Regions from separate parts of the Mus musculus genome. Here region 1 is linked to region 2. The links are chromatin contacts, called in public promoter capture Hi-C maps. All regions are on one chromosome and are shown on one strand. Each heading gives the region's core, a stretch centred on a gene start, on an enhancer-like site or on the middle of the called end of the contact. The rest is flanking DNA. Distances are from core to core; before and after follow the strand shown.

Evidence for each region. Promoter capture Hi-C pulls out the DNA fragments that hold promoters and counts their contacts.
Region 1: a contact with region 2 is called in a promoter capture Hi-C map of pre-B cells. The contact joins the promoter of 5031425E22Rik here to the enhancer-like site in region 2. A contact is called at or near these places in 2 of 39 promoter capture datasets (cranial neural crest and pre-B cells), 2 of 115 datasets of contacts at active chromatin or transcription factors (microglia and thymic regulatory T cells) and 1 of 9 other capture datasets (liver).

The regions. Positions count from the first base shown.
Region 1 is chr5:23,431,823-23,436,219 of GRCm38.p6, forward strand. It overlaps 5031425E22Rik (RIKEN cDNA 5031425E22 gene), which reads right to left and starts at 1,514. Exons shown (of 3, transcript NR_165300.1): 1 at 1,388-1,514. Kmt2e (lysine (K)-specific methyltransferase 2E) reads left to right here and starts at 2,642. Exons shown (of 26, transcript NM_026984.2): 1 at 2,642-2,961.
Region 2 is chr5:24,038,275-24,042,338 of GRCm38.p6, forward strand. No RefSeq gene overlaps it. Among named protein-coding and RNA genes, the nearest start is that of Fam126a, 9.6 kb to the left of the region's middle. Within about 2 kb of position 1,452, at least 144 of the 459 cell types and tissues checked have an H3K27ac peak or open chromatin away from gene starts, as enhancers often do. A contact at or near this core is called in liver and pre-B cells, where this site is marked.

The DNA of each region.
Region 1 (4,397 bases), core at 264-2,763, 610 kb before region 2:
TTTAATAGATAAGCAGGAACAAAAAGCTTTGAATTTGTTAAACTCTTTGTAATACATAACTCCATTTAAAATACTGACTTTCGCTCATTCTCATTGTTACCTAATAACAAAAATGCTACAAACCAAATCTTGATTTCCAACTACAAAGAGTCTACCGCTAAAAATAAACATAAATTAACATAACCATGGCCCAGGTTAATGAAGTTTCTAGGCCTAGTAGGCATTCATTTTCTCTCAGCACCAAATACAGTGTTTTGTTGAAATAGTACCCAGGCAGAGCCTGTAATCCTAGCAATAGGAGGGTGGGCAGGAGTATGAGTTCCAAGCTAGTCTAGGCTATTAAATAGCAAAACCCATTCGAGCCCTCATTCCCATCCCTAAGTCCCACTAAAAATACGTTTTATGCTATTGCAAATGTGCTTTAAAGACGCAGGATAGAGAGCTTTAACGAATATTTACCAGAAGCATTTGTAATTCCATTTTTTATTTTTAAAAGGACGACAAAATGCAACGTGAAGTATAGAAAATGACCTTTCAGTTTCATACAGAACAAAATACTAAAATTACTAAGAATACTTATATTTGAAAAGGCAACCCTCACCAGTAAGATTACTTAAACTCTCTCACGGGATGTACAGACAGGGAGGGTAATGAACACAAAGAATCTAAGGAGAAGGTTTGACAGGGCCCTTCCGTTCAGACTGTGATGCAGTCCTTAATCGCTGTCTGCCTAGAAACCCTAAGTGTTCCTGGGTGTTATTCACTTGCTTTCAAACTCTGAGAATGCTGTAGTCTTCTATTCAGACCCCCCAAACTTTATGTTTTGTCTGAAATAATCAACACTCCTACCTGTGGTGCCTTCAGAGCCTAACCTGTCCTTGTTACCCATACCAGTGACACTCAGGGCCTCCTAGTTGGCTTACAGGAGGGAACTGCCACCTTACGTAAGCATACTTTGCAAGGAGAAAGGCAGATATAAGAAGGCGTCAAACCTTCTCCTCCACCAGTGGCTGGCACACCCCGAAAGGAGTGTCCTTTCAGGGGCTCCCCCCCCCCCCGCAGCAGTTCTGCTGCGGGGAGTGGGGGAGGGGAAGAGCTTTCAAACAGTCATCTCTTCCTCTTCGGGCAGCCAACGCCGACCGCACCACCATCTCCTCCGCCCAAACCCGGTCCCCTCCCCCGCCCTGCCTGGGTCCCCGCCAAACCCCACAGGAATGCAGCCGGTCACATGCGCTGCGGCGGCGGTGGACGTGCCTCTCCCCCCGCGCCCCAAGGAGACCCAGCGCCATCTTGCCCTGACGCAGTTACAAAAGTCACAGGAGAAATTGCGCCTCCACGGCCGCACCAGCGCCCCAAAGTCTCGCAGAGGCCGAGCCAGGGCCCTCACCTCGCGCAGGGAGAGGAGCAAAAGGTCGGGGAAGAGCCTTGCGACTTCCTTCGGCACTGCTTGGGTTCCACAGAAGACGCGGCGACAACGATCACCGTCATCACTTCTCACTCTCTGCCTTTGCAACAGCCACCCCCGACGACTCTGGCCCCACCCGCTGCTGCAGCATGAGGTCATCGTCAGCCAATCCCTACGCGCCCGACAGAAATCACCAGACGCCGATTGGCTGCCGACACCGCCTCTGCCTCTCCCCACTCCTCTTACGGAGCACCCAAGGTCGTGCTGCGGGCCAAGAAGACGGAAACCGCCATTCCGGGGAAAGGCCCCCAAAGCCAGATCCGTAATCGCTGTGTGATTTTAGTGGAGAACCCTGTTTTGTTCCTTGGCCTCCCCTTTTCGGTTCGAGAAACCAGCTCTGTCCCTCCCTCGTTTAATCACCGCCACACAAACGAACTCCCGCTCCCCGCCCAGCACACTGTCCCGCGGCGGGGAATCCTTCCCCGGTGCTAAGAAGTATAGGAGGCGGCGGCAGCGACTGCACCGGCAGCGGCAACGGCAGCTTTTACCCCATACACGGTGGCAGGGAGGCGGCGCTGACGATGGCTGCAATTTTTTCTGCGGCTTCTCCCCCCGACCTCTTGCGTTTCTCGCTCCTCCATCGAGACAGCGCGGGACTCGCCAGCTCCGCTTTTATCCGGTGCCCGGAGCCTGCGCACTGGAGCCTCCTCAGCCACTAGTGGGCGTCGAGTGACAATCCGACCGGGCTCACCCTGAGCTGGCAGGCCAGGCCGGGGGGAGGGGGCTGCCGGGACTGAGGCTGCTTGGGGGGTAGGAGCAAGTGCATCACCTTAGGAAGTGATGGGAGGGGGGTCGTCCCCGTCCCTGCTGTCATCCTTCTACCCACTAGTAGCATCCTCACGCTCACCTACATCCAGGCTTGAGGGCTACTCGGGGACAACGGGTAAAGAGCCAAGCCCACCAGCTAGCAAGACCTCCCCAACCGTCGGCGGATGGATGAATGCACCTGTTGTGGGAAAGACGGAGTGTCTGGCCAGCTCGCGGCCTCTAGCGTGACGTCTCCACGCCTCGGCGGAGAGGCCGCGTCGGGCCGCAGCCCATAACCAAGATGGCGGCGAGTAGCTTCGTCCCCTCCCCCCTGCCCCTGCGGAGCGGGGCGGGCGGGCCCCGTGCGCTTGCCGCCGCCGCCGCCGCCGCTGCCGCCGCCGCCGCCGCCGTCGCCGCCGCCATTTTCCCAGAGCGAGAAGCAGTGACACTGAGCGGGCGCAGGGGGCCGAGTCGGAGATCGAGCCTGCGTTCGGGAGCGGCAGCAGAGGGGGCATAGACACTCGGAGCAGCCTCAGCGTCTCCTCGTCATTCCTGCCGTGGCCCGCAGTGCCCGACTCTTGGGTTCCCACTGAAGACGCTGCGCGCTGCTGCTTGGGGAGGGGGTGTGGAGTCGGTTCTGCGACCGCAGTGGCTGTCGTCGGGGGTCGACCGAGCGCTGAGGTGTGGAGAACCTCGCCCGGGGTCGAGCCGATAACAGGGTTCGGGTGTCTGGTGTGTGACCATCACAGGTCAGTGCCTGTCGTGTCTGTGGGTGTCGTGGGGTCCACGGTGGGGGGACTTAGGGCTCTAGGGAGAGAGGGTCGCTGTCCTTCGGGAGCCGGGCGTCCACACTGAACCCCAGGCGCCTGTGCTGGGGCCACGTCGCTTGTGGAAATGGAATTTGTCCTTTCTCCTGCCTGTCCCTGGCACTGGGGCATTATGGCGGGTTTTGGGGTTGTGGAAGGGGAAACTGGCAGTTAAACCCCCTTGAGAGTGGGAGTTAGGGAGGGGGCGCCCTCCTCCCTGGTAGCGGATTCAGGCCTCCGGGGTGAGGAAGGAGGCTTGTGACTGGTGTCGGAGAGGTCCCGCGAGCTGCCAGCTCTCCCCTCCTCCAGCTGCATCTTGTTCGGGTGCAGAGAGAAGACGTTTAGGCCCCATTTTCTTCTTCCTGCCCTTGTTCCCTGCCATTCGGTGGCATAATGTTCTCTTAAATGTGAAAGGGGTTAAAAGAACGCCTTGGGCATCTCTCTTTGTAGGAGAGAGACCGCTCCTCATCCTCTCCGGAGAGGGTAAACCCGCCCCTAAGGTGGTCACCCCAGTCAGTACCCAGCCTTCGCAGTCTCCTCCCCCGCTCTTCTTGCCTTACTGCCGTCCTTTACTGTGCCAGAGCCTTAGAATCCACAATATGGCTCATTTCAGGAAAGCTTATTTTGACCGAAGGATTGGCACCGACGCGGTGGCAGCAGACAGAGATGAGAAACAAACGGTTCCCTGTGCTAAACGGGGGAGGAGGGAGAGAAAAAACAATCCTGGGTGCTTGCCTCACTGGCTTTAGTTCCGCCTAGATCCGCCCTATCTAGACTGTCTCTCAAGAATGATCAAATTTAAAGTCAAAGGGAAATCACTGGAGTTAGTTCTAAAGTAAATTTCGGTGTTGCTTATTTTATTCATCCTTTAGAGATGAAGATAATATATATGTGTTTGCAGTTCTGGAGACCTTGGAGAAGAATCAAGTGAGGTGCATTCAGCTCTAGGTTGAAGATAGCAATACCTAATTGGGAAACAGTCTCCCTTTCCCTTTAATTTCTGAGATGGAGAGTAAAAACTGTAATTTCCCTCTTTTGTCCTTTACAGATTCTAAAAATGGCGGCCCCAGGCTGATGTTGTGGTAATCTAATCAGCTCGGGTCCTCCACACCCCATGCAGTGCGTTTGTCTGCAGTGTATTACAAGCGTATTATGTTTACATGAAAAAGATTGGGCTTGCCCCCCCCTCCTCCAAGCCATTTACAAAAATTCGTCAATTTTATTGCAAATTACAGTGTTGTGTTATAGTTGATTAATTTTATTGGGTTTTCCTAAGAGGCAAATAAAACAATACCACTTTTGAAAACAATAAGACATTTGGCCTTGGAAATTTCATGGTCGGGGGGCTTTTAAACATTAAACATTTATTCGATGCAGAT
Region 2 (4,064 bases), core at 202-2,701:
CTCAGGTCCTCTGCAAGAGCAGTGTGCATTCTTAACCACTGAGCCATCTCTCCAGGTCACAATGTTAAGTTGTATAATCAAATAAGAGGAAGTACAAATTATTTTTTTTAAGATTAGGCAAAATCAGACTGTACATTGCTGGTTGTTAATTCTTCCTAAGTGAACTTCCATTAAACATTCTTCCTTTTTACTCTTAGCCAATGCATTATTCAAACTTCTCTAAAAGGCACTCCTCCAGCACTCCGGAGGCAGAGACAGAGGCGGGAGGATCTCTGTGAGTTCCAGGACAGCCAGAGCTACATACAGAGAAACCCTGCCAGAGAAGAGAAGAGAAGAGAAGAGAAGAGAAGAGAAGAGAGGAGAGGAGAGGAGAGGAGAGGAGAGGAGAGGAGAGGAGAGGAGAGGAGAGGAGAGGAGAGGAGAGGAGAGGAGAGGAGAGGAGAGGAGAGGAGAGGAGAGGAGAGGAGAGGAGAGGAGAGGAGAGGAGAGGAGAGGAGAGGAGAGGAGAGGAGAGGAGAGGAGAGGAGAGGAGAGGAGGGGAGGAACCAAGGAAGGTGCTCCTGAATCCTACAAAGAAGCTCCTGTTGGTGCATGCAACCAAAAGACCTCACTAGGGAATGTTCAGTATAGAACCGTGAGCCTGTCCATCAGTTTGCATTGCCAGATGAGATCCCAGGCAACAGAAAATATGCTGGTAAATGTGATAAACAATGACTGCCCCAGAGGAAGTTGAACTGTGGTTTGTCTTGAGTCCCCTGCAGTAATAAAATGCTTGGCCCACAGAGGAAGTTCAGAAACACAAATTAAAGGAGCACATAAAATGACGGCAAGCTTTCTTCCCCCGCCTCATTTTGGTTTATGGTTTCTTTTCAGATTTGCACACTTCTCTGCATAGCCACGGGGTACATGTTGGGAAATGGGAGGGGCCCCGTTTCCCACCACTCGCTCTGTTCACAAGAACAATATATTGCAATTATGTTTAGCTTCATATTTCGTTGGGTGCCACCTTAAATATCTCCAAAATACTTAAATAAATATTTCCCATGTATCAGAAAGCAGGAGTAGCAAGGAACACACATCTTTGGTTGCCTTGCTGAGCTCTTTTTAATGCCCAAAGCAACTGAATAAGACAGACACTGGAGGAAGGGTGGGTCATGAGCCCAGCTGCCCAGAGAGGGATGAACAGGATAGTGAGGAGAGGCACACCCCACAGCAGCTCTGGGTTTTAAAGGCCAAGGGAGTCCACCATATGAATAATACTTCCATGTTTTAATTCCGTTCTCATCTGCTTAGTCATCACCACACCCTAATACTTATGCCAAGGAAGTGTCCAAAACAGGGCAGAACATGGCTACAAAATCAGTTACAAAAGCCAGCTTCCGCTTCTCCTTCCACCTGTAAAAGTGACCCGGTTCATCATCACGTGATGTCTCTCAGCCTCTGTCCTGGCAAAGCCAAAGCACACACAATCTTTCACTTTCTCTTTTTACCCCAGCAGAGACATGGTCTGGCTAGCTACTCTGTGTTATTCGTAGGGTGTCATTCTTGAAACCTCTACCCCATAGGCTAGACCATGGCTCCAAGCCTTAAAGTCACCCAAAGATTTTGCTTATGCAGTGTTGGATTTTTTTAGCAAGATCATCTGCCAAAAACTTACAGGAGATTCAATGGTTATTCTTAAGAAAGAATATTGGAAAGAAAAGTGTAGAAATCTGCACTGGATGGGGCTAGAGAGCTCTGAGGACTGTGGACAAGAAGACATGACCCAAGACTGTGAAGAATGAGGGAGACCATTGAAGGAAAGCAGGTGAAACAAAGGATGGAGGTGCGGCAGGCTGTACGGAGCTGGGTTAGTCCCACCAGCTCTGCTACTGTAACATTCTACAGTAGAAATGCAGGGGCTGCAGATGTGGCTTAGTGGTCAAGAGCACCAACTGCTCTTCCGGGGGACCCAGGTTCAAGTTCTAGCACACACATGGCTGCTCACGACCTTCTATAACTCACGTTCTGAGCGATTTGACGCTCTCTTCTGGCTTCTGTAAGCACTACATGCATGTGGTCCGCAGACAAGCAAGCAAGTAAAACACCCATACACATAAAAACAGCAAAAACATCTTTAGAAAATAAGATAATTTTGAAATGCAGTAGTGTGCTGTTCCCTGACAGAGAACGTATTCCAAAACCTTGCCACAGAATGCCTGGGTATATGAGCCCAATATCAAACCCTATACATACTATGGGTTTCTCTCAATATATGTATACCCATGATGAAGTCTAGCTCATAAATTAGGCAAATTGAGAAATAGACAACAATAATCTAATAAAAATAATTTCAGTATATTCTGTAATTTTACTACCACCATCACTATGTTTATACATTGGGGATTATTAAGTAAAATGAATGGTGCTTGAACAAGGCTGTGATAGTGAGACAGTCCAGATTCTAAGACAGCTCTAGGGGCTAATGGGCAGGCAGCACACATGGTGCTGAACAAACAAATGCTTCCTGTTCTTGGTGGTAACCAGCAGACCAGCCTAAGATTTCACTGTGCTGTTCAGAGTGGCTCAACATTTAAAACTCATAGTGACTCATTTCTAGGATCCCCACTAATATTTTCATACTACTATGGACCATGGGCAACTGAAAAGTTAGGAAACAAAATCTTGGGTGAGGCAGGGGGACTACTGTACAACATATATGTTAAAAAAAGTAAAATACCAAAACTACAGTTTACTCAACAGTATCACTGGGGACACTCTGCAACCAAGTTAAAAACCATGCTGACCAACTGCGATCCCAGTTGGATCTATTGCCAACCACCGTCCCGTGTCACCGTCCCCAACCCCACCCCGCCAAATCACTTTAGTTTACCTCTACCTGTTCAATTTCATGAGGTGAAATCATATGGGACTTAGACTTTCAGCTCTGTCTTTGTCTCTCAATATTGTTTTTGCAGACTCCATATGCTTCCTGTAGCTCTGGTTGGTTCATGTCTATCCCTGCATACTGCTTTCCTATATGAATATGCTTTGGCTTCTTGGGCCATTTGAGGGGACATCTGTGTGACTTTTCATCCTTGGGGAAGGCACTGTGACAGAGAATGTCTTTGGGAGCATCCTGTGCACGCCTCTGGCTCACATGTACTTGCACTTTCCTGGTACACGGCTAAGAGTGGAAACACTGGCTGGGGGATCAGCACAATCTCTCCTTTACCGATTCTGCCAAATCACTTTCCAAACTGCTTGTACCTCTTACACACCCACAGTTGCTCCACATTCTTGCCAATATTTGAAGTATCAGTCTTTTAAATTCTAGCTATCCAAGTGGGTGTGTATAACACTATCTCATTGTGGGTTTAATTTGCATTTCCTTGATGACTAATTTCTACCTTTTCATGCTATGCTGTTTTAAAGTATCTCTGCTTGTCTGTGTTATTGCAAATCACTGCTCAGCAGCATTTAGATGCAGAAGCAATAATTATTTATTAAGTCCCAATGGAGAGTCATAGTCTACATGTGTTTAATGCCTGCCATCCGTGAAGCTTCTGAGTGTTTCTTCTTGGTTGGGTCTTGGTTAAGCTGCATGGTATATCATCATGAACATTGTGTAGAAAGTGATTCCAAGTGAAGAATGTCCTAGTAGGGGTGAAGGAAACAGGGTAGGATGGGATTGAGTGTGGAAAGTGGATTTTCAAACTTTATAGGTCTAAAAGAGTGGAGGACAGTTTGCAAAAGCCATAACACAAGAGGGTAATTAATGGTGTTACCAAGAACACCGGTTCTCATAAATGAGAGAACGTTGAACTGGTGTAGGGTGGTACTCAGAGTAAGTGTGGCCTGGGAAGCCCTTGATGGTGAATGACTCCGACAGCTCTGTGGGCAAATCCCTGATAACATGACATACTTTGAGAGCCAGATGTGGTTAACTGGCCTTGAATTCCACCTAGTCGTTTTGTGTAGAGGTGATAGGGAAGCCGATGAGCGGCTTTTAATGGTTTTAGAAGATGCTGTAAATTTCCTTCCAGGGCATCTCAATAGAAAGGCAATACCTCTCTATCCGTGGG